Linked DNA regions of Mus musculus: all the other regions are linked to region 1. A link is a contact called in public ChIA-PET and promoter capture Hi-C data. All regions are on one chromosome and are shown on one strand. The core of a region is the stretch at or near the end of the contact, and the rest is flanking DNA. Distances in the headings are between cores, read along the strand shown.

The links. Promoter capture Hi-C pulls out the DNA fragments that hold promoters and counts their contacts. ChIA-PET counts read pairs in DNA pulled down with a chosen protein or histone mark. Capture Hi-C pulls out chosen DNA fragments and counts their contacts.
Region 2: a promoter capture Hi-C map of embryonic stem cells shows a contact between it and region 1, with 2.5 times the contacts expected there. The contact joins the promoter of Zfp105 here to the promoter of Sacm1l in region 1. A contact is called at or near these places in 1 of 39 promoter capture datasets (embryonic stem cells) and 1 of 115 datasets of contacts at active chromatin or transcription factors (embryonic stem cells).
Region 3: a contact with region 1 is called in an RNA polymerase II ChIA-PET map of memory CD8 T cells, with 6 read pairs. The contact joins the promoter of Zkscan7 here to the promoter of Sacm1l in region 1. A contact is called at or near these places in 2 of 115 datasets of contacts at active chromatin or transcription factors (large pre-B cells and memory CD8 T cells).
Region 4: a contact with region 1 is called in a promoter capture Hi-C map of embryonic stem cells, with 2.3 times the contacts expected there. The contact joins the promoter of Zfp660 here to the promoter of Sacm1l in region 1. A contact is called at or near these places in 1 of 39 promoter capture datasets (embryonic stem cells) and 2 of 115 datasets of contacts at active chromatin or transcription factors (embryonic stem cells and large pre-B cells).
Region 5: an RNA polymerase II ChIA-PET map of memory CD8 T cells shows a contact between it and region 1, with 37 read pairs. The contact joins the promoter of Ccr5 here to the promoter of Sacm1l in region 1. A contact is called at or near these places in 3 of 115 datasets of contacts at active chromatin or transcription factors (T-cell acute lymphoblastic leukemia, effector CD8 T cells and memory CD8 T cells) and 1 of 9 other capture datasets (liver).
Region 6: a contact with region 1 is called in a promoter capture Hi-C map of adipose tissue, with 2.9 times the contacts expected there. The contact joins the promoter of Tcaim here to the promoter of Sacm1l in region 1. A contact is called at or near these places in 2 of 39 promoter capture datasets (embryonic stem cells and hippocampal neurons), 2 of 484 Hi-C or Micro-C datasets (Th1 cells and cerebral cortex), 1 of 115 datasets of contacts at active chromatin or transcription factors (memory CD8 T cells) and 2 of 9 other capture datasets (adipose tissue and liver).

The regions. Positions count from the first base shown.
Region 1 is chr9:123,527,778-123,532,084 of GRCm38.p6, reverse strand. Sacm1l (SAC1 suppressor of actin mutations 1-like (yeast)) reads right to left here and starts at 2,332. Exons shown (of 20, transcript NM_030692.5): 1 at 2,164-2,332. The coding sequence starts at 2,195. n-TRacg2 (a tRNA gene) reads left to right here and starts at 2,588; the gene lies at 2,588-2,660.
Region 2 is chr9:122,921,237-122,925,487 of GRCm38.p6, reverse strand. Zfp105 (zinc finger protein 105) reads right to left here and starts at 2,410. Exons shown (of 4, transcript NM_009544.2): 1 at 2,270-2,410; 2 at 192-480. The coding sequence starts at 380.
Region 3 is chr9:122,884,324-122,888,410 of GRCm38.p6, reverse strand. It overlaps Zkscan7 (zinc finger with KRAB and SCAN domains 7), which reads right to left and starts at 1,593. Exons shown (of 6, transcript NM_001177505.2): 1 at 1,346-1,593. It also overlaps a transcript of Zfp445 not described here.
Region 4 is chr9:122,900,763-122,904,975 of GRCm38.p6, reverse strand. Zfp660 (zinc finger protein 660) reads right to left here and starts at 1,728. Exons shown (of 3, transcript NM_001353989.2): 1 at 1,641-1,728; 2 at 727-825.
Region 5 is chr9:124,118,781-124,123,075 of GRCm38.p6, reverse strand. Ccr5 (chemokine (C-C motif) receptor 5) reads right to left here and starts at 1,533. Exons shown (of 2, transcript NM_009917.5): 1 at 1,441-1,533.
Region 6 is chr9:122,803,099-122,806,971 of GRCm38.p6, reverse strand. It overlaps Tcaim (T cell activation inhibitor, mitochondrial), which reads right to left and starts at 1,425. Exons shown (of 11, transcript NM_001013405.2): 1 at 1,284-1,425.

The DNA.
Region 1 (4,307 bases), core at 1,083-3,582:
AAAAATGTGGGCTCCAACCTGTAGTCAGTAGAGTAGAAGTGGAATTGTAACTGGGAACTGGAGGGTAAGCAAAGAACATCTAAAAGGTGGGATTTTAACAAAGCAGAGATAAGCTGAAGAAAGTGTGTGACATGGGTGCAAGAAGTTGTCATTTAATATCCAAGCACTTCAACACTTCAGGAAATTATATACCAATACATCTACAATAAAGTAATTTATTTCCGTTCTCTGAGACAGGGTTTCTCTGTGTACCCATGGCTGTCCTGAAACTCACTCAAGACCAGGCTGCCTGAGACCCACTGCCTCTGCCTCTTAGGTGCTGGTTTAGATTAAAGTCAAGCGCCACCATCAACCAGCAAAGTAACTTCACATATGGCTCTTTTTAGGTATTTTTAAAAGTCCCACCATTCTTAGATAGTTCAGCAACTAATTCAGCCTACAAGTACCTCTAAAACAGAATATTCTTTGCCCATGGGGTATATTTAAAAGTTTAAATAGAATGGCTAAAAAGGGGGGAGGGGTGAAAACAGATTCTAACTCACAAACTCCCTGCTAAAGAAACACTTGCAATCAAGTTCTATCTTCACATTTATAGAAACATCCAAACCCTAAAGACTGATATGAATGTCCATATAACCCCAGACTCATAGTTTCCACTTCATTACAAAACCACCATTTCCACTTCTAAAGGATAAATTCCCTTCTCTTCTGTGTACACATAAAATGGTGTCTGCCTGTAGTGAAGTCTGAACTGGAGAGGATGGTAAGGATGAAGTATGAACACTCTTATTTTTTAATTTTATATATAAAAGAATTATTCACAGAGGTTGAATAACCTGCCCAGGAATCAAGGAGGATGGCTGCCTGTATTGAGGTCTGGCCTGGTGAAACTCAGTGCCTGGGCAGCTCAAAAATAATCTTCCTAATTCTCAAGTTATCCATCTCAATTATTCTTCGATGCAGGAAAACTCAACAATATCCTGTAACCGAAAGCCGAGCTACTTCAAGGCAAGACTCCAAATTGCTTAAACACATCTGAGACCTAGTGTAAGATCATGTTCAGCCCTTCAACAACTATCAGGTGGACAATAACCTAATTTGCCAGTAAAGGACATGTGACTCGGGCCGGACATAGACCAGTAAGTACACTTTGCTTCAACTGTCACCAATAAGGTGATTATTCACTTTACAAAGGAAAACTAATTAAAAGAAATGTGGAAGGAAGGGTGGCGCTGGGCTTTTCAAAGAGAACTGTATGTAGCAAGCAGAAGAGGCATAAAGGGTGAACACAGCAAAACATGAAAAGTGTTGGGCAGATGGCCTCCCTCCAAATTCTGGACTCATAACTTTACACCTTCAGTTATTCATTGGGCGTACCCAAACTACATTTGTTTCCTGCAAACGAACTGGGATGTCTATGTCTAATTAACAGGATAATTTAACTTGGCTTTTCGAAAGTTATATTTGCTTCTGCTACTAAAGGCATTCCCAGACCGTGGTAAATTATTAAAGCGGTTAGGGCGAAGTTATTCACAAACAAGGAGTGTAGGTGCTGAGGGTAACACAAGAGAAATTATCCCCCATCTCCTCTAACCCAGGACGAGCCAAAGAGCTTATAAATGTCTATTTTTTTTTTTTTTTGCACCTCTAAACATCCAGTGGCTGGGCCTCAAAACCTCAAGTCCTGGCTTTGCCAAAACTCAACATTGCTACGCCAAAATAGAGGCGAGCCTACTGTAGCTGTCGACGCAGTCTGTTGGAATAAGCACAGTAAATTCGACCGGCCCTTAGGACATCTGACTAAATTATTGCTGCGCCCTAAGAAGGACCCGTCATTGAGACTCCCAGGCCCAGAAAGCCTGAAACCAAGAGAAAGGTTAGCTCTGCCGGCGGACGTCAGAGCACGCCCGGTGAAAAAGGCCTCTCCCGGAGGCCACCCAGGGAAAGCTGGCTGCAGCCTCCGGTGCTGCGGGCTGCGGCTCGGCTCACCGCGCCAGGTCCAGCGGCGGGCGAGGCTGCGGGACACTGGCCTACGCTGCAGCCAGGCTGGACGGGGAAAGCCCAGCCCGCGAGCTCGGCCGGTGCGGGCCGCACACTCCCGGGCCTCGGCGCCCGCTCGCCCCTCCGCCCTTCCTGTCAGCGGCCGCAGCCCGCGGGACTCACAGCTTCAGATGCTCGTAGGCTGCGGCCGCCATCGTGCAGCTTCCTCCTCTTCGCTCCACCCGCAGTGTAGCCCGCTGCCACCCCGGCTCCGCGGCGACCGCTCCCCAGGCGCGGTGGTCAAGGAGCCTCGGCCTGGCCCCACCCCCTCCCGGGTCCGCCTCTCGGGCGAGCACGGGAGCCGGCGGCGGACAAACCAGTGAGCTGCGAGGCACGCCTCCGATGCGCGGATTGGAGCGGACCAAAGAACGCCGTGACGTCGCCTCTGGGGATTGGTGTAACGCGTTGCAGAGAAAGGCGGAGTCCCGGTAGCTTTGCACTGAGTCGCGACATTCAACAAACCGACCAGACTGAGGTTAGAAGCAGGAAGCATAGTGAAGCTGTGTAATTGGAGATCACTTATCGTGGAGGAGGCCTCCTCAGCACCGGGCCAGTGGCGCAATGGATAACGCGTCTGACTACGGATCAGAAGATTCTAGGTTCGACTCCTGGCTGGCTCGACGTGTGCGATCTTTTTCCTGAACCTTGGAAGGCCTGCTTGAAAAGGATCATAGCTAGATTGTCAAGGTCAAATGTCTTACGTTTTAATGTTGCTTTGCGAAAAAATAATACCTTCTTGGCTGTATTTGAAACCCGGAGTTACCTAAAACGGTTTGCAAGTTTCCTAGCTCCCCTGTTCTTAAAATTGCGCAGGAGTCTGGAAATGTACTCTTACGAAAACACTCTTGAGAGTGGAGGTTTGCAATCAGGGACAGGGACATGCGTGGCCAATGTCTTCCCACCCGATGACGGAAAAATCTCACCGAAAGCTCCTAGCTGGTAGAACACAGACGGCACTGACATGAGAAGGGCGTAGCTTCTGCTCTTCATGATTGGTACAGCGGCCTTGGCTAGCTCCGCTTGCAAAGCCGACCTAGCCTCCACTGCACAAGGAAACCTTAAAAATTCGGGGATTTCGCAGTAAGAGGCCCAGAAAAACGAGTACATGAACATTTTACGTAAGACCTGAGATAGCCAGAAACAGATGTGACGAAGGTGGATCGGGAGCAGGGCTCAGCCTATTCATTAACCAGTCACTCCATGATTAAGTTGTCCTAGAAAACATACCCCACTCCCCAGGAGTTTATTAAAACTGTATCAGATAAAGGAAATTATTGGGGCAGAATTAGACCAAGGACCAAGGGGTGTGGCTCACTCCTGCAGTCCATACTGCTGGATATAGACCAGGCCAAATGGCTGCCTTTGCTTTCCAGAGTACTGGAATTTAAGGTACAAGATACCATACCAGGCTTCTACACTTCTGAGGATTTAGTTTGCTTTTAATGAAGTTATAGTGGGTTGTTTCTCGAGACCGGGTTTCCCTGTGTAGTTTTGACTGTCCTGGAACTTGCTCTGTAACCAGGCTGGCCTCCAACTCAGAGATCCCTGCCTCTGCCTCCTGAATACTGGTGTAAAAGCACGCACCACTACTGCCCAGCTAACAGTATTTTTTGTTTGCTCTTTAATTTTTTGTCTGAGATTTGAGATCATTAATATGCATTGTTGTCAGTTTTAGCACTTAAAAAAAATGAGGGTTTTTTTTTTTTGTTTTGTTGTGTGTTTTGTTTTGAAGGGTGTGTGTGATGTGTGTACGTGCAGAGGGGGGAGGGGAAGAGAAAGAGAGACTGACTGAGGCTGTCTTATATAAGACAGTGGGCCTTTACTTGGCTATGGAAATGGACTTGGAACTCTGATTCAAGCTCCCAAGGTGCTGAGGTTATAAGCAAGCACCACCAACCACACCTGGTTTAAGAGTTCTTGCTTTAAGATGTTCTATTTGGGTGGATAAGTGGACACTTTAAAGGTCCATCTCATAGGCATTTAGATTTTTGGTACATATTTTCAAATTGCTCTGTGGAAAAATTAAAACAATATACCCTCTGTCACCAGAATGTTTCCACACATGCTAATCAACATTAGATATTTATGAATACATATAACATATAAATTAGATATCCAAGTCTCATGTACTAGCATATACCTAAAATTCTAGAATTTGAGACAGAGAGGTGTTGATCTGGAGACCTTATCTTTAAAAAAAATAAAGCATCCACATACAAATATAAATTATAGTTTCTTTACAGCTTTCATAAGTGAAAAACAACTTC
Region 2 (4,251 bases), core at 1,161-3,660, 610 kb after region 1:
ATGTATCGATGGTTGGAAGCTGCAGACCTACAGAACAACCAGCACATCATTCAGAAGGCAAAGTCTCACTATACTGCAAAGGAATAAAGGTCAGAGCCCTAATCAGGAAAATGGAGTCTGGGTCTGGCAGCAGAGGACCTGTGACACTATTTGGGGTCTGCATTTCTCTTCTCTCCAAGATCATCATTTACCTTTTCCTCATCTTCTGATACACTGATGCTTCCATAAGGACCCTCCCCTGGGGCACAGTCCTTGTCGTTCTCATAGTACACTTGTTGGCTGGATGCCTGACTTATGACACTTTCATCATCTTCTTCCATTTTCACCTTCTCTGGGTCCCAAGAGGCTCTGCCCATGGTCTCTTTCAATTCTGTAGTCATCTTCTCTGTTCAATGCAGGATCCTTGATAGCTGAGGGATACCCAACATCGGTCAAGCTCCATCTAACCTTCAAGTCTCCAGAGCCAAGATGAGCTATTCACTGCAACACCAGAAAAAGAGAGTTAACAGCTAATCTAGCAAGGATAACACACAGCCACTGGTTACTAGTCCTTGGTTGGTGGTCACAGTAAAACAGTAATGTTTCATTCTCCTTCAAATGATAGGGGCTGACTATAAATAACAAAAATAGATGTATAAATCACTTTTTATTTCTGATACAAAATAATATCTTGCCTGGTAGTATACACCTTTAATCCCAGCACTTGTGTCTACACAGACCACCCAGTGCTGCATACTGAGACTCAGAAAGAAAAAGGAAGGAAGGAAGGAAGGAAGGAAGGAAGGAAGGAAGGAAAGAATGAATTAACATTTTAACTGTAAAAACTATTATATAGAAAAAGAGTAAGGAAAAGTTCCAATCCAGTGATAATTATTATTTTACTTACAGTTTTTTTTTTACTATGGGAACTGATTTTGTTTTGTTTTCTTGTTTCCTTGAGACAGAGGTTCTTTGTATAGCCTTGGTTTTCCTGGAACTCACTCTATAGACCAGGCTGGCCTTGAACTCAAGAGATCTGCCTGCCTCTGCCTCCCAAGTGCTGAGGTGTACTACTACTGCCCAGCTAGACGGATTTTTAAAAAGGGGATCTTAGAGAGATTCACTACCAAGGAGAAAAGAATGATTATTTCAGAGAGTATAACTACAAGTACTTTTGAGGTTCTTTTTGTCTGTTTCATTTTTGTAGTTCCCACATCTTCCAAATATTTGATAAGACTAAATTTTGGTTGTAAAACAAAATTACTCATGTTGACCTTGTTTATCCTTATTTTTAATTGTTGCACAAATACTCTATAATTGTCAATAAACACATAAAACTGACCTATACATACTTTCGCATAAACATATACATACACAAATTGGGTGATACCCTACCCAGTCCCCAGTGTGTGCACCTTCAGGCTGCACTTGCACAGGGTTCACCCTTCTGGACTGGTGGTTTTGCTTGTTTCTACCGTGCTGGGAATCCATACAAAGGCCTAATGTATACTAGACAAATGCTCTACCACTGAGCCACAACCAGTTCTTGACTCAATGAGTGTTTTACAAGTCTTGTCTTTCAATATACGCTAGCTACAGAACACACACACACACACACACAATTCTGACACACAATTCAAAAAGATTTTAAATTTACAATCTTTTCTTTAGCAAACGTGGGCTTTATTGCTTATTTTAGTAATAGTTTCCTGTACGAAGAATTCCTTTGACCAGCTGCATTACTCCTTTAGAAGGAACTGCGTGATCACTAGCTTAAGGGTTTATATTTATTGCCAAACGGCTTTCTAAAACAGCATCTAAAGCCAGGCACACGACTACTAATTAACGGGACTTCTTTATTTCAGATAAGCCGACAGGGGTTTTGTTTTATTTTAAATAAAGCCAAACAATCTATTTTAGCTGTATATAAGGAGTTTGAGGTTTGTGCTTCTATCCCTCTTTGGTTCTTTTACTAGAAACCGGTGCTAATGTTTACTAAATTGCCTTATTCTGCTGCTGCTTCAGGGTACTCATATTCATTTTCCAACATCATCTTCACTGTGCAAACTTAAATTCCTAAGTAATGCCACGCTTTTCACCACGGCCTCAAAGAGTAATTCTGGCGGGTTATTCTGGCAGGAGAGCCTCTGAGACTCGTCTCACCACGTGCCTGAGTCTCCTGGCCAGACTGTCGGGCCCCTGGCCCCAGCAGGCCCGAGACATCTGCACAGGCCGCCCTCCTCCATCCCGACCAGCAGGCTCGCCGCCCGGCCCGGACACCCCGAGCTACCTCCCGGCCCCGCGATGGTCGGTGGAGAACAGTCCCGCGCCCCTCGCCGCCCGCTGCGACCGGCTCGCCACGAAGGCCCAACCGGGCCGGTGCCGCTTCGCGGATGAGACTCCAGAGTCTCTCGGCAGCAACGGGGCTGAGAACAATGACCGGACAGGAAGTGCCTTGCGCCGGGCTTCCGGCTCCCCAGGCAGGCCGGCCTCTCTAGGAATCGACGGGGGTCGTACACCTCGGTGCCCAGGGCGGGCAGGGCTTTAGCCCGCCAGGCAGCGGCACTCTCCCAAGCCGAGCCCCTACCTACCAGAGCTGACGATCTTAGAAAATTCCCTCAGCATTTTTATCTTCAAAATATCAAATGGTACAGAAAGGTTGATGGATGGTACAGAGGATACCCCTATCCTTCATCTCGACAATATTTGCCTTAATTCTCATATATAATTAAGGTCAATTTTGGAAATTATAAACAGTAAAACTCTTTATTCCAAGTACACCACCATCATTGCCAATAAGAAAAATTAACAACTATTCATATTCAGATGTACTTAACTGTCTCAAAAGATTTCAAAACCGTTAGAAGTGGTGGTGCACACCAGCACACAGAGCCATACCATAATCTTGTGGATCTCTGTGCACTGGAGGTTGGCCTGATCTACATAGTGAGTTCCAGCTTAGCCAGGGCTACATAGAGAGACCGGGTCCTCAAAACAAAAATCAAACCTAACAATAACAAAACTCACAAACATTTCAGGCAGAGATGCCCCCCAAATGAGTTTCACAATACTCCAGTTACCGCTCTTTGGTTTTGTGTGTTTGAAATGATAAACCCAGAGGAAGGCAGCGCCCTTTACTCGGGTTCCTCATTGGGTAAATCTTAAATGATTACACAGTATCATGCCAAGGACTGGTGGCTCACATCTGTGATCCCAGCTCTCAAGAGGCTGGGGCTGGGGCACTAAGAGTTTGAGGCCATAAATGACATCACATAGTATAGGGGAGATCCAGACTCCAAACCCATGTCTTCTGAGCCTAAATCCAGTGCTCTTCACAGGTTGTTCTCAGGCAGCAGAACTGGATCACAACTCTGGATTACACTATTATATAGGTTTTCTGTAGCACCTACACCATGTTAAGAAAATGTATGATGTACATGTTTAGAAACAATGACCAGTTTTTAAATTAAAAAACTTATTTTGCTATCATTTACAACCTCACCATTACCCTTTATGAGACAAACTCAGTTTCTTCAGTCTTAAAGTGCTCCAGAGCCTCTTTCCAGAGTCACAATAAATGATTTGGTACAAACTATCTTTTAATTAGAATTGAGATTGTTTTTCTAGACTTTAGAAACCTAGGTGAAGTTTCTTCAACTTGTCTGTCAGAGCGGTCATGAGTTTTCCCTATTAAGACCTAGGGGGTCATATTCAACAGTTACTTCACTGTGATTGTGTGCTGTTTCACATATGACTGTATTTTTCTTTTTTACTGTTCTGGGTTCAAATCCAGTGTCTTAGTTAGGACATTTCTGCTGTGAACAGATATCATGACCAAGGCAACTCTTATAAGGACAACATTTAATTGGGGCTGACTTACAGGTTCAGAGGTTCAGTCCATTATCATTAAGGCAGGGACATGGCAGCATCCATGCAGGCATGGTACAGGAGGAGCTGAGAGTTCTACATCTTCTGAAGGCTGCTAACAGAATACTGGATTCCAGGCAGCTAGGATGAGGGTCTTATAACCCACACCCTCAGTGACACACCTATTCCAACAGGGCCACACCTTCTAATAGTGCCGGGCATATTCAGACCATCACACCCAGGATCTCGTGTATGCTGGTAAGCACTCTTATACTAATGCATATGCCTAGCCCTACCTAGATTTCCCGAATCTCTGTTTGGGACTCAATGGACTCATATTTGCAGCCCAAATAATTCTCCCACAGTATGAACTTTTGTTATTGATGAAGTCTTGAAGTCCATAAG
Region 3 (4,087 bases), core at 344-2,843, 640 kb after region 1:
AAGAGAATGATCAGAGTCCTGGAGCACCTAGCTCTTAGCTGGTAACAGGTTCTGCAGCTAGAAGCAAAGCCTCCGGGGAAGAGAAGAGTACAAACACAGAAATGACTCCAAGTGACTTCCCTTTTCAAACTATTAGTGGCTCCAGTCACCTGCAGGATAAAAGCTAACTGAATGTCTAGGCTTAGCTTTCACAGTCTTTCACATACACCTCCAACCATTTCCCCCAAGTACCCAAATTAAAAGGACATCAATGGCCTCCAAAGCAGGGTATACAAGGAAACTGGATGTTAAAGAAAATACTAAATGATTTAACTATTTAATATGTCCTGTAGTAAGCACTGAAATTCAAATAGGATTTATCTTTAATTTTTTCATAAACTTGTGCTGGGAGTGGAGGCTCAAAACTCAGCTGGTAAAGATGTACTAAAGTTTGGGGCTAACACTTTACAAATAAGGGGGTGGGGACCACACTTTACCTGTCTGCACCTTCCCTGTTTTTTCCCGTCATTTCTGACAAACTCTTAATCAAGTGTCAAGACTCCGAATAAATAACACCTCTCTTGAAGGATATTTTCCTGCTTTCCCCAGATATAAAACAATGGCTCATTTCCCTTGCTGTACCTCATACTATAACAGTGTACTTCAACTGTTTATGAGGAACTCACCAGTCATGGCCTCTAAACTACTGGAGGGTCACCCAAAGGGAGGAACTAGTATTAAAACTTTTGGAAGTCTTTTCTACTTAACTTGGAACTTAACTTTAACTTTCTGGTCTCTCCGGGCATACCACTGTTTATAGCTTCAGTAATCCCACGGACTACTCTCCACCCATAACTCTGTTGGATCACTTCTCTTAATGCAATTGTTTGCAGTTTACTCAGGGCTCTGTTTCCTGCGAAGATTCAAAAGGCAGGACTGCTTCCCAGTCCTGCACGCGTGCATATGTGTTACACAGGGAGAGAGATATGTTACACGAATGTGGTTAGTTTAGTGGACAAAATTTGGGAAAAGCCATTTTCCTTTCCGTTTATGCATGCCATTTGAAAACCAGATCCTCTGGGGCAACTAGGATGTGTGCCGTGGTTTGAGATATCAGATATCAGGCACTGGAGACCCCAGGGTTAGACATTTTCCTCTGAGCCTGTTTTGTTTTGTTTTGTTTTGTTTTGTTTTTAAGACAGATGGAGTAATCTGTGAACTCTCCGAGAGTACACAAGAGCACAGGACACTTTCCTGCGGTCCTTACTGTGCCGAGTGCTAAGCGGCAGGTCTCGCTGCACGTCTAATCTGCGAGCTCGCGTGGGGCTCACTCCAGAGTCACGGTCCTGCCTCGGTAGCCGCTCACCTGGCCGCGTCTGCCCCGTGCAGCGCTGACGCACGGGAGCCAACAACTCGAGCCGACCCCAAGCCGAGCGACCACAACACGAGGACGACGCGGCTCCGCCTCGGGTAAGCACCCCGGCACCGCCCGCGTCGCGGCCCGAGTGCGGGCCGCACTTTCCACCGCGTCGCCACCGTCATGCGTGACGGCTCAACGGCCCCACACACCTCCAGGACACTAGGAAATGGCAACGACGGCGGGACGGGAAGCATGAGAGCATCACTTCCGGTACCTCCTGGATTCCGGAAGTCTTGGTTGCCAAGGTGAGCAATAATCTTGAACGCTAAGATTTTTTTTTACCCAGGGAACATCTGGGGCACAAGAGGGTGTCATGCTGAACTTAGAGTCATTCAGATTCCAGAGACCTCACTCTTGACATAAAAAGGTCAAAAAAAGCAAAGCCATACTTTCCAACAATCAGACTTTGACAGACCAGCCTGTCCCTGATGATGCCCTATACAATTAGAGCCCAATTCCTAATTGTGTTACAGCTCGGTTCCATTAAGGGGAAGGTTCCCGCAACTGTACAGTTCTGCTTGAGCAGGCAAAGGTTCCCCCGATGTAAGTGTTACAGCTTTCCTGGGAAAGGTACCCTGGCAATCGGGAGTCAAGGAATACCACAAAGTCACACCACACAACAAATCTCACATAGATTTATCGGAAGGGAAAACCCAGAAGAGTGGCTGCCTCTGCTCAGGCAAGGAGCAGGGGGAACTGAGGAGAAGGCAGGCCTTATATAGGTTTCAGTGAGGGATGGGACTTCTGGGGCAGTCTGGGATTTGTGGGATTCTAGTCAGAGTTTGGGGCAAACTCAGGGATTGGTGGAACTGTTTCTTGGGGTCTAGGGGTCAAGTCTGGGTCAGGGTGTTCTTTCCTTGGCTCTTTTACCCTAAATTTATCTCTGAGGTCATCTCACCTCAAAGTGCCAGTCTCAGGAAGGATTAATTGTGTTATAAAGTTTGCTATCTAACAAGATGGAGAACTTTATTTACTATAAAAGGGTAGGTCCCTCTCAGAGGACAATTCTCTGAGAATTCAAATTTGTTATGACTTTCTTTATTGAAATTTCTTTAACTATTATAGTTTTGTAAATACTTTTATTCCTGTGCTTTGGATTTATAAAATACACATTTATGGGCTCAAATAGCACAATCTGTGGCCCTGATTCTTTGTGTGTAAGGTGTGATGCTTACTGCTTGCTTTTTTGATTCACAGGTTAGTAAAATATATATATATATATCACATGATATAATGATCTAATACAAAGGGTCTTAATATTTTGTTCAACCAATTTCAATTCATTTACAGAGAAACAACATTCTTACTCCAGGATGACACGAGCTTCCCCCTCTACCCTGTTCTGCTGTCAGGAGGTCCAGCATCCTTCTATTTCGTAGTACAACCCTGGGAGTGGTGGTCATCTGTATCTGGGGAATAATTATAACAGGAATGCTGAGGTAGGGGCCCCTCAAAGAGGGGGACCTCCTATGAGGGTTTATTAAAGGAGAAACCTGGGTCTGAGGAGGAACCATGCGAGGTAGCATGAACAGGAGTCATTACTAAGAGGGGATCCAAAAGGGATGCACAGAAAAAACATAGAGAGGCATTTTAGATGGGATGTGAGGAGCAATAATAGATCAGAAGCGCATTGAACATGTTGTAGCCAGGATTGGGCATTTCTTCTCAGTTGTATTTCCTGTTCAAGAATGGTTTTATGGGTTCATGTGGACTGCTCCAGGTATCGAGAGATATGAGCAGAGGGGCATGCAGCGCAACTGGTGGGATATAGCTTCCCCATGATTCCCATTCTCCATATTTCATCCCAGGGGTCATCTATAACAATGAGACAGTTATTCAGGTTTTGAAATAGGCTATTTCTTTCTTTCTTCTTTATGTAAAACCATCAATTTGTATTTATTTAATATACATTGTAAGGGTTCAAGCAGACTTAATTTAAAAAAAAAAAAACACAGCTTAGAAATCATTTCTGTGAGAGCTGAGTTCAATTTTATAGGATCAATAACAGCGGCCGCCATAAAAAATCCTGATCTGTGAGGCAGCCTGCTTCTCCTTTATGACCCTTTTGTCAATAGGGAAGGCAGAGAAAGGGGTTTAGGGTTACAGACATGGGGTTAGGATAGACAGGAATAGAAATAGAGCTTTAGCATGCGTGGTTGGCACCGTCTGCAGACATGAGTTCCTGGTTCTTGCTGTCATAGGTTTGCTGAAAGGAAAAACACTAGTGGTGGATGTTGGAGAGAGAATTAGGGGTTTGATCAGTGGTGGGACAGGCCTGTGATATAACAAAGACTGTGTCGTTAAAACAGCAGAGAGAGCCTGGCGGTGGTGGCGTACACCTTTAATCCCAGCACTTGGGAGGCAGAGGCAGGCAGATTTTTGAGTTTGAGGCCAGCCTGGTCTACAAAGTGAGTTCCAGGACAGCCAGGGCTACACAGAGAAACCCTGTCTCAAAAAAAAAAAAAAAAAACCACCAAACAAAACAAACAAACAAAAACCAAAGCGGGGAGGGGGGGGCTTGAGGAGGGCATGTGCATTGTGCAGTAATTACCAGATTATGCATGCCATTCCAGGTGACCTTGTTGCTTGGATGTGGATGTCTCCTTCTGGGTCTCTTCCTTCGATTTACTGTCAGTGATAGGCAGGTCATTTTCTTGATGGGTGTCCATGTTCGTGTTTAGACTAAGG
Region 4 (4,213 bases), core at 479-2,978, 630 kb after region 1:
TCACAGGCAGACTTCACAGGCTGACTTCACAGGCTGACTTCACAGACTGACTTCACAGACTGACTTCACAGGCAGACTTCACAGGCAGACTTCACAGGCAGACTTCACAGGCAGACTTCACAGGCTGACTTCACAGACTGACTTCACAGGCAGACTTCACAGGCAGACTTCACAGACTGACTTCACAGGCAGACTTCACAGGCTGACTTCACAGGCAGACTTCACAGGCTGACTTCACAGGCAGACTTCACAGGCTGACTTCACAGGCTGACTTCACAGACTGACTTCACAGGCTGACTTCACAGGCTGACTTCACAGACTGACTTCACAGGCAGACTTCACAGGCTGACTTCACAGGCTGACTTCACAGGCTGACTTCACAGGCTGACTTCACAGACTGACTTCACAGGCAGACTTCACAGGCAGACTTCACAGGCTGACTTCACAGGCAGACTTCACAGGCTGACTTCACAGACTGACTTCACAGGCAGACTTCACAGGCAGACTTCACAGACTGACTTCACAGGCAGACTTCACAGACTGACTTCACAGGCTGACTTCACAGGCTGACTTCACAGGCTGACTTCACAGACTGACTTCACAGGCTGACTTCACAGGCAGACTTCACAGGCTGACTTCACAGGCAGACTTCACAGACTGACTTCACAGGCAGACTTCACAGGCTGACTGGCTGTTGATCACTCAGGAGAGAAGAGAATAACTCACCGTCATTCTCAAACACAGTAAATGTTGCGCTCCTAAGGATCTGTCCAGCACACTTTTCCTGAACGCCTCCTTGGATTCAGTGCGGAAGATCTTGAGTCGCTGTAAACAGATACATGTGAGAGATTTACACCCAAGGCAGTGTTGTGTCTTCTGTTAACCTCCTGACCTGCAAAACGCTCTCTCTCTCTCTCTCTCTCTCTCTCTCTCTCTCTCTCTCTCTCCCCCTCCCTCCCTCACACTCACACTCACACACCACAATAATAATAATAATAATAATAAATTAAATTTTTTTCAAAAAGACTAGTAGCAGGGCATGGTAGCCAAATATGATTTTAATCCCAGCACTTCAGGAGCAGAGGCAGGTGAATCTCTGTGAGTTTAAGGCCAACCTAGTCTGCAGAGCAAGTTTCAAGTCAGCCAATGTTACATAGTGAGACCCTGTCTCAAATTACAATAGTGATAATAACAGTAATAAGAATAATAAGTATTACACATAAGACCTTTAATGGATGCTAAATGTTTTCCTGATTACTGATTTCTTAAAATTGTTCGGCCTTGGAATATGCTGTTTGCCCTTTTGATGAGCAGGGTCGGCCTATAAGCTTATTCCCTATCTTCTCTTTCAGTGATGGGTGGTTTTGGTTGAGGGCATAAATGAGTAACTATTCCTGGACAATCCTACCCCCTCTTCCAGACGCCAGTGTCTTGGCTGGCGACACAGCGGGGCTTGAACACAGGCCCGCGGCTGGGTCGTCCTGGGAGAGCCTGGTCCCCGAGAGCCTTGGCAGGTCCTGTCATCGCCCCACCCCGCACAGGAGATGCTGGACAAAGGCAGGCACCCCTGAGACCCAGGACGGCACCACCCACGGGAGCCACTCGCTCCTGGAGCCCAATGCCCAGGGCGTACCCCTCACCGAACCACACGCAGTCCTCCGAACAAAGCCGGCGAGTGGCAACAGAGACTTGCATGCCTTCCTTGCGCCTGAGGCCCTTCTAGGCAACGGGAGGTCTCCGCATCTCTGTACCAAGGCCAAGTCGTCCAGCTGACACGCCCCTCAGTCCCTCAGGCCCTTCTAGGCAGCCGGAGGTCTCAGCATCTCTGTGCCCCAGGGCTGAGCTGTCCAGGTTCCTTAGAAGCTCTGAAGCGCTGCAGATGCCCTGGCTTCCAGACATCACTATTATTAACTCGGTGGACAGTCGTGGAGAGTTCAGCCAAGGCCTCAGGTAGCACGGGGAGAGAAACCAATAGCCTGGTCAGCCAGGCCTCTTCCGGATACTGGGCTTCTCAGAGACAACCCCTAGCCTCACAGTCAGATTCGGCTATTTATTGCAGCAGGTGAAAATACATAATGGTAGGTTACTTCTCTGTCACTGTTCTAAGAACTGCACACGCAGTGGTAAAGAAAATGAGGCTGCATTAAAGTAAAGGGAGGTGAAAAGAGATACCTGGTAGCTATTGGGTAGCGAATCAAAAGAGGGAGAAGTGGTAGACTGCATAGACGAAGCTTATTTAGGAAACGAAGGAAAAATGCAGACATCTGGGAAAAGTGTGTTCCTGTCGGAACATTAGGAGCAAAACTCTTGGATCAGGAATTACCTGAGGCAGTAAGGATATTAGAGGCCGTGGTAAGCGCTTTGGATCTCTCTGGATGCTGCAGGAAGCAAGCTGTTAAGAACTCAGAAACAAGGAGAGGCACAAGCTTTCTTTTGTTGTTGTTAGGTTGTTGGTTGTGTGTGTGTGTTGTCACACATTCCAATATTTGTTGCCTACGAAATATAAAATGAACCAAGAAGCCTGTTCTTGTAAATTCTCTGAATAATCTGCTCTGTGTTTGGAGGTATTCTAAAATGACCTTGTGTGAAAGCTAATTTGTCTTTTACAGTTAGTAGTGCCTGCTGCCTTTTGGAGAACAGGCTGAGAGACAGGAAGAACAAACACAAATTTATCAAAAAGGTATTGCATTTTGTGCAGAGGGAAATGATGACTTCGACTGGAAATGAAATAGCAAGTAAAAATTGGGACTACACACATTTTGAAGGGGTGACCAGAGTGATTTACTAATGAATTATATGTTGGTCACTGTTTTTCAAATCTGGAATGTCTCTCAGAGGTTCATGTGTTAAAAACTTATTGCATCTTTGTTTCTTTGAATTCCTCTTCTTGTGTCAGCAGTGTTGTGTAATTTTTCCAGGGGCTATGTAAACAATTTCTATTTCCTCCAGTTAGGACACCACCAACAGACCAAGAATTACAGGAAAATACATGAGAGATTCCTTATAAGAACATGGACGAGTCAGGGGCAGCATCATCACTGGAAACCACACTCTAGCATGGGTGAGTAGTCCCAAATATCTAAATATTGCACATGTAGAGCTTTGCACAACTTACATCTTGACTGGTCAGAGAGTCCTGTGGGTTTTTTCTTTGTTTGTTCTGCTTTTTCTTGTTTGTTTGTTTGTTTTATTTTTTGAGACACAGTTTGTGTGTGTGTGTGTGTGTGTGTGTGTGTGTGTGTGTGTGTGTGTAGTCCTAGCTGTCCTGGAACTCACACTGTAGACCAGGCTGGCCTCCACCTCAGAGATCCACCTGCCTCTGCCTCTCAAGTACTAGGATTATATGCAAGTGCCACCACTACCCGCCTTATATTCTTACTACTTTTATAAACTTGTGGAGGGGCCTTATGAATTTTCTAGGTTTCAGAATCTTTCTGAGTCTTGTAAGATAAAAAACAGGTTGTGTGTGTGTGTGTACATGTAGGCATACATGTTGGTGCCCACAGAATCCCAAAGAGGTCATCAGATCTCTGGAACTGGAGTTATAGATTCTTGTGGACCTCTCAATGTGGGTATGAGGAACCTAACTTGGGTCCTCGGAAAGGGCTTGTAACTGCTAGTTACCTCTCTAGCAATACCTTGTAAGTTGTGTTTATTTCCTGAGCCTTATAAGTTTTACTTCCCTAATGTTGGTAGCTTCCCTACTTCCTCTAGGTGGAAATGCATCAATTCAGGGGAAGTAGCTACTCAACTTGAGAACACCCATTGTGCGGCTCTCTGTTTTGTTTTGCCCATTGTTAAGTCAACCTAATGCTGACTGGAAAAGTTTCACTGTGGCTTCTTGATGACATCATGATATGCTCTGAATTTTTCCAAGGCTGCCTGCCACAGATATGCTGTTACTGCAATAGTTCTGGCATCCTCTGCTCTAAAGGGCAGCTTGTACACCCTCGAGGAATATAGCATGTCCCAATCTTTTACAGTGGAAATGGAATTAGTGCCTCCAGTCTTATGGCTGGATACATAGAAATGGGTTATGCCTAAATGCATAAACTTCAGCTATGGTCACCACCCTTTACTCAGCCTAGGATAAATACATTTTTCCCCTTGGGGTTACTTTGTCTGCTTTCCTACTTTTTACCCAATCCTTGAGTGACTGCTGGTCCATGGAAAACTGAATCTGTCATCGTTATGGTACATATTGGGAAGCTGG
Region 5 (4,295 bases), core at 284-2,783, 590 kb before region 1:
TAGTCACTGTTTCACATGGCTTTGTCTTATAATAGTGTACACCTGTGGCTTAATTCTTAAACTTGAATACTTTTTCCTTAAACACAAATTTGTCCCAAGCATATTTCTCTTTTTAGTGTAGTGATAACAACTCATTATATTTCTTATTATGCAGCCTTACTTACTATTATGAGGAGTGGGTACATTCTATTCTTGATTTTAACTTTATTACATCTTTCTAGCAAACAACTAAAACCATCTTTTAAAAATTTCTTCCTAAGATTATTTAAATCAAATCAGGAACTCTATAAAGTCATTAATTCACCTAAACAGCATTAGTTAATTCATGAAAGTTCATCTTTATGTTGATGTGCAAGAAATCTGACCAATATGGTGGGCTGATACCCACGAACTTTTAGGCTATGTGAAGTGATAGGAAAAGGCTTCTCAGCTGCAAGAAGCAATCCTAAACCCAAGTCTCTTTGGGACCTTGCCTCTTAGAGCTTTGTCCATGCTAAAAGATGGGCCGCCTCCATTAAGGCCACCTGCTAGCCTCAGCCTTTCCTGGATGGCTTCTGACAAGGGTGCTTCTCTGTAGTCAGGATAAAATGATGTAATGTCCAAACACTCAAACAGTGTCATAGAATATAGCATCAGTAATTAAAGTAGACCATCCTCATTTTTTCTCTAAAGTTATTTCTGCTTCCTGAGTTTCCACCATCAAAAGTTCTCATATACGTAGAAGAGATTATCAAGTAGAAAATGATTCTTTCATCTCCATGGGTGATATTCACTGTCTAGCCTCTTCAACCAACTGGCTTGCCCTGTTTAAATTCCTCAAACTTTTTTTTTTTTTTACTTAGTTCTCTAAAGCTCTTCATACTTCCCATTTAGGTAGCAAAGAGAAGCACCCCCCCAAAAAAAAGTCACACCTTCAAGGCTAAGCCAGAACAAGAATTTTCTACTAAGTGTGCTGTAGAAACTTTGATGTTTGTGACCTTAGACAATTTTTAGGTTTCTCTATTTTCTTGGAGACAGTCAGGGCAAGAAGAGAAAGAGAGAACAAGAGAGCACAAGAAACTTAGAGCTTCTGGTACACACATGTTCAAGGATATACACGTGACCCATGGAAAGATTTCACCTCTTTTCAGCTGATTATCAAACCAGATTTCAACCAATAGCATTGTTCTAGAAGCTATTTTTAAAAGGTAAGGATTTGCTTGCTTTAAAAAATTCTCTTTTTAAATATTTCATTCACAATCATGTTTCAGATATTTGATGACATCACATGCTGAAACATATCCTAAATTCTTAACTTTCCTGTATCTTAAAGATTATATTTTCAGATAATTCTGTGAGCACCTGGTGCTGACAGATGTCCTCTCAGGATTTCCTGTTAAAGTTTTTACTCATCAAGGAAGCTGAGCTAACTAGTCAAGCAAGGGCTGAGAGGTGACTTACCAGAGTCTCTTGTAGGGGGAACGGATGTCTCACCTCCTCTGGCTAGGAGAGCTGTACAAATCTAACATGAAGACAGTATAAAGTAAGAAACACAGTTTCTTGCAGAGAGGGTGGAGTTTAATGAGAAAAGGTATTACGTAGTGTTCAGGGTTGGGGGTGTCAGATCAGTTCTTCTTTTTTTTTCTTTAAAGTTGCACTTAGAGTAGAAAATAGAAGGCAGCTCTGGACTGAAAGTTTTTTGAGGAGTTTCCTTCTTCAGACTCTTTTACTTATGTTCTCTGCTCATCCAACTACACACTTCGTTGGAAATCAGAAAAATTAAAGGGTATTAATGACAGAAGAACACTTATATCCATTAATTAAAGCCCACATTTGAGTCAAGAGAGTCACTGTCTAAGAGACAAGTAGTGCATGCAATATCTCTGCTTCTCACTGGTAAAGCCAAAATGGCAAGAGAATTTATTCTTCTCGTAGTTGCTCTTGATTAAAGTAAGTTCCAGCCAATTTAAAGTGAGATGGGAGCTTTATCCCAGACACCAATCTTGCTACTTCTTTTACTCATCTTCCTCTCGCTGTCCTACATTTCACACACATAATTTTTACTGCTCTGTGTGACTCTTCAGTGTAAACTAAAACAACTGCTATCAAACAGGTTTACCATATGTTTTCCTGAAAACTAAACATATTTCTTTTTTTCCCTCATGTATCTGGTAACAAGTGACATACAAAATTACACATTTTGCATAGGCACTTATGAGTATCTATTCTATACCAGATTTGAAGGTAACAGAGCGTCTCAATCCAAGAACATAATTTATCTGGAGCCGTGAAGGATTTTTCATGGAACAACAAAGAGAAGTGCATGATAAAATTTAGGATAATATAATAATGCCATATATGTGACTATATCAGATCAGCTGGGTGGTTGGTGGAATTTTTAAAAACATCAAGAAATGACAGCGGAGCTAATAACAGCACAGAGCTGCCAATGAGACACAAGAGACCCTGCAAGACACAAGACTTCTGCAGCCAGTGTGTTAGGCTAAATAACAATAGTCACTTCATGGTTTGTTATAACAGGCTATTGCGTTCAGTAACTCCATTTTGCTTTATTCTTACTCCTCATTCCCAAGATATGGCTTTCTCTTTGCACTCCAGAACATCTTGTATGCAAGGTAAGTCTAGACCACAACCAGTAGATTAATAACTCTGGCTAGCCTGGGATTGTCTGATTCAAGTTCCTGGGAATGCAAATTCTATACATAACCAGTCATTCACATTTTCCCCAAAAACTTGGAAGCAGGGAGTTGAGGTGTCAGTTTGCTTCCTTTTGGGTGAATGGTGTCTTTAATAAAGACTGTTTTCTTTCTACCAATGTGTGTCTCCTGATGATTAATTTTCTATGTGGTAAATGTCCAGGCCTGAATTTGGTAGCAATAGGGGGCACTCACAGCATGTTTATAGACAAACCACAACAAAATAAACAGCAATCTCTTAATTACACACTCAGTAATATTTTCAAAATAAACACAATTTAAAATCTTAATGTTTTAAAATCATTTTCTTAGGTAGATCTCTTCACTGCTGCTAGACAAATGTTATAATTCTGTATGTGGAGCTTTTGGGCTAATATCCACTTATCAGTGAGTGCACATCATGTGTTTTCTTTTGCAATTGGGTTACCTCACTCAGGATGATATTCTCAAGTTCCATCCATTTGCCTGCGAATTTCATGAAGTCATTGTTTTTAATGGCTCAGTAGTACTCCATTGTGTAAATGTACCACATTTTCTGTATCCATTCCTCTGTTGAGGGACATCTGGGTTCTTTCCAGCTTCTGGCTATTATAAATAAGGCTGCTATGAAGATAGTGGAGCATGTGTCCTTATTATATGTTGGAGCATCTTCTGGGTATATGCCCAGGAGTGGTATAGCTGGGTCCTCAGGTAATACTCTGTCCAATTTTATGAGGAACTGCCAAACTGATTTCCAGAGTGGTTGTACCAGCTTGCATTCCCACCAGCAATGGAGAAATGTTATTCTTTCTCCACATCCTTGCTAGCGTCTGCTGTCTCCCTTAACCCAAAAGCTCCAAATAACCAGGATACAATTCACAGACCACATGAAGCTCAAGAAGGAAGTCCAATGTGTGGATACTTTGGTTCTTCTTAGAAGGAGAACAAAATACTCACAGGAGCAAAAATGGAGATAAAGTGTAGAGCAGAGACTAAAGGAAAGGCCATCCAGAGACTGTCCCACCTGGGGATTCATCCCATATACAGTTACCAAACCCAAACACTATTGTGGATGCCAAAAAGTGCATGCTGAAAGGAGCCTGATATGGCTGTCTCCTGAGAGGCCCTGCCAGAGCCTTACAAATACAGAGGCAGATGTTAGAAGCCAACCATTGGACTGAGCTCAGGGTTCCTAGTAGAGGAGTTAGAGAAGGGACGGAAGAAGTTGAAGGGGTTTGCAACCCCATAGGAAGAACAACAATCTCAACCAACCAGAACCCCCAGAACTCCCAGGGACTAAGTCATGTGTACAAAGGAGTACACATGGCTCCAGCTGCATATGTAGCAGAGGATGGCCTTATCATGCATCAATGGAAGGAGAGGTCCTTGGTTCTATGAAGACTCAATAGATACCCCAGTATAGGGGAATTGAGGGCAGGGAGGTAGAAGTAGGTGTAGGAGAACCCTCATAGAAGCATAGGGAGGGAGGATGTGATAGGGTGTTTCCGGGAAGGAGGGAAACGGAAAGGGGATAACATTTGAAATGTAAATAAAAAAATATCCAATAAAAAATAATTCTGTGTGTGAATACCATTTACTCTTATTGTCACCATGTAGTTC
Region 6 (3,873 bases), core at 176-2,675, 720 kb after region 1:
ATGATAACAAGTTCCATTTGTTTGTTTTTGGAGACAAAGTTTCTCTGTGTAACACCCCTAGCTGTCCTGGACCTCATTCTGTAGACCATGCTGGCCTTGAACTCACAGAGATCCAACTGTCTCTGCCTCCTGTTGCCTCCCATTGCTGGGATTAATGACACTCCACCATCGCCTGGCTAGATAACAAATTCTTTAGCTTTCCTTTTGTATCTTGCTGGAGAGTTAAATCATAACTACAAACTCTACAGTTTCAAGAAGGATTCAGGCACTTCTGGCCCAGCCTGACCTAATATATACAGGCACTGGTGCTACTCCAAGGTCCAATTACACCCACTGAACCCTAAGATCTGGCACAAGAGAAAAAATTACGACAAAAACTCTTCGGACCTGCTGTTGCCCCCTCAAACCATTTTCATCTTATAGGTTAGTGTAGGGCATGTCTTCTGGGCCTTTCCATTATGAGGGATCAGGTTTTTCAGAGAGTACCCACTCTAGCACTGCAATTTCCCTGAGCTTAAAACTCCTTCATCAACACTAAGCCAAGGGATGGCAGGCATCTCCAGTTCCTTTTCAGTAGGCCATCTGTAGACAAATCTAACCAACCAACCAGCCAACCAAACTTTGACACCTTTTTAAAACTATATGAACTCCACATTAAATCTGGAATCTCCAATCGGTGGTCTCAAACTGATAAAATTCAGCCTGATCCTGTTTCCTTTTACCATTATCCTACAATCTTAAACCCATTCGCACACACACATTCCACAGATGTCTTGAATGAATTAGCACACTCCTTAAGCTCTTTAGTGGTGAAGTGCACTTGAGTAATCTACGCCTCAGACTCCCCTCTGAGAGTCTACTTAGCCATAAGTTTGATTACAGGTCTAGAGGTGAATGGACAGGTCCGCAACTTGGGGTGCAGCTCCTCCCAGGGCCCCACCAGCCTCAAGGCTCTCCCAGCAGCAGCCTAAACCCAGCTCCCATCTGACAGCCTCGCCTACGCCTCAGCACGCACAGGCCAAGGCCTGTGTGGCAAGTGTGGAGTCCCTGGGCAACTTTCGCTCTGCAGGGAGCTCCTGACAGGTCTGGCCCACTGTCTCAGAGGCCTGGGTTCGTGCTTGGACGCCCCGACACTTGGAGCCGGCAGGCCGCACGAACCATGCTCATTGGCTAAGGCGGACCGACCTTCCTCCTAGAACGCCTGCGCAAGGCCGGCAAGCGGCTCCCAGCCAGGACGTCGGCTCTCAGCGGCCTCCCACCCCGCTTCAAAGCGGTGTCCTTACCCCGCTATCTGCGGGTTTCCGAAGGCAGCTTCGGGAGACACAAGCCGGTTCTTCCGGCCGACTAGGTCTGAGGGAGAAAGATGATTGGCAGGCAGGTGGGAGGACGATAAGCAAAGGTAAAGGAGTAGCGGGAGGCAGGGGCGGGGCCAAAGCGCGCACGCGCAGCCCCTGGTGGGGAGGGGGGAAGGGGCGGAGCTATGCAAGGCGCTCTGGTGACGCAGTTCTTGCTGAGCAGCCGTTGGTAGTCTTGGTAGGCTTCCCAGATGCAGCTGAGTGTGAAAGATCCGGTTCCTCTGGCTTACATTTCCCACTTGACTTTTCCTCAATCTAATCTATTTGAGATAGTTTAATTATTTGGGACAGTGGCTCACACTGTAACCCACGCTGGCCTTGAACTTGCGGCAATTCTCCTGCTTCAGCCTCCTACGTGCTTTGATTACAGGCATGACACATCGCGACTCCTTACTAGGCTGTTTTTAAACGTTCAGTGTACTCAGCATGGGCTTTTTACTGCTTTATTGGACGTCTGTAACTGATCTCCAGACCTGCAAATGATGGAATATAAACTGCTTTTCGCTTTGCTACCTCTTGGCTTGGTCAACCAGCAAGAAGCCATCCCACCCCTTCTCTCAGATCTTCATTCTCCTGAAGACGACCTTGCGGCCCACATCGTGTCCTTTGTCTGCAGGAGCATAGTTTACAATTGCCCACCTGTCTCTGAGGCAGTGTGTGCGCCACATGTCACGCAAGCTTAAGAGTGCTGGGACTCAATTTTCCTGCCCTTGTGAGACTGTAGATTTAAGGACACTGCCTCTACCCATTTTGAGAACTCCTTTAAATACTTGTCCCATTTATTACCCTATTTAGGGCTTTTCCCCTCTAGACGACTTGAATTTGTGGCGTACAGTACTATTTAGAGTGAGGACTATGTTAAAGAGAATAGGCTACAGATACTGAAGGTGGTTTCTGAAGGAGTTTTTGTTTTTTGTTTTGAGACGGGATTTCTCCGTGTAGTCCTGTAGACAAGGCTGGCCTTGAAGAGAGATCTGCTGGCCTCTGCCTCCTGAGTGCTGGGATCAAAGGCATGGGCCACCACCACCTGACAACTTCTGAAGTTTTAACTTCTTAGTGTTTTGGGACAATCCTTGTTAGATATTTATATTTTGGCACATTTGTTTAAAATATTTTCATTAGCAATGTCCTTAGTCACATATTATCATAAAGCATACAGTACTGTGCTGCCAGGTCGACCAACAGATGAAAGTGTTTGCTATCAGACCCTCCAGCCTGACCACTGTGGTTTGATTACCGTAACTAGATGGAGGTGGAAGGAAAGAACAGATTCCAAAAACGCTGTCCTGCAAAAATCCACATGGATGTGTGCTCCTCCCACAACGTACACGTAATAGTCATATGAGACCCACTGAAAGGGAGCTGTTAGGAGGGTAACTTAGACATTTGGTGGGGTGCCCTGGATCTTTGTGTTTTCAGTCTGTGCTGCTGCTTTATGTTAACTTCACACATGCTAGAGTCCTTAGAGAAGAGGGAGCCGCGATGGAGAAAACACCTCTGGAGATCACACTGCAGGAAAGCATTTTCTTAGTGACTGATGTAAGAGGTCCCAGCCCACTGTGAGTGGTGCCATCCATGGGCTGGTGGTCCTGGGTTCTAGAAAACAACCCTGAGATTCCACCTCGCAACAGTCTGAATGGCTAAGATCAAAAATTCAGGTGACAGCAGATGCTGGGGAGGATGTGGAGAAAGAGGAACACTCCTCCACTGCTGGTGGGATTGCAAGCTGGTAGAACCACTCTAGAAATCAGTTTGGCTGTTCCTCAGAAAACTGGACATAGTACTACTGGAGGACCCAGCTATACCACTCCTGGGTATATACCTAGAAGATGCTCCAGCATGTAATAAGGATACATGCTCCACTATGTTCATAGCAGCCTTATTTATAATAGCCAGAAGCTGGAAAGAACCTAGATGTCCCTCAACAGAGGAATGGATACATTTGGTACATTTACATAATGGAATACTACTCAGCTATCAAAAACAATGAATTCATAAAATTCTTAGGCAAATTGATGGAACTAGAAAATATCCTGAGTGAGGTAACCCAATCACAAAAGAACACACATGATATACACTCACTGCTAAGTGGATATTAGCTCAGAAACTTAGAATACCAAGATACATTTTGCAAAACACATGAAACTCAAGGAAGACCAAAGTATGGATACTTCTGTCCTTCTTAGAAGGGGGAACAAAATACCCGTGGGAGGAGATACAGAGACAGAGTGTGGAGCAGAGACTAAAGGAATGACCATCCAGAGACTGCCCCACCTGGGGATCCATCCCACATACAACCACCAAACCCAGACAATATTGTGGATGCCAACAAATGCTTGCTGACAGGAGCCTGATATAGCTGTCTCCTGAGAGGCTCTGACAGTGCCTGCCAAATACAGAGGTGGTTCTCTCAGCCAACCATTGGATTGCGCACAAGGTCCCCAATGGAAGAGCTAGAGAAAGGACCTAAGGAGCTGAAAGAGCTTGTAAGCCCCATAGGAGGAATAACAATATGAAC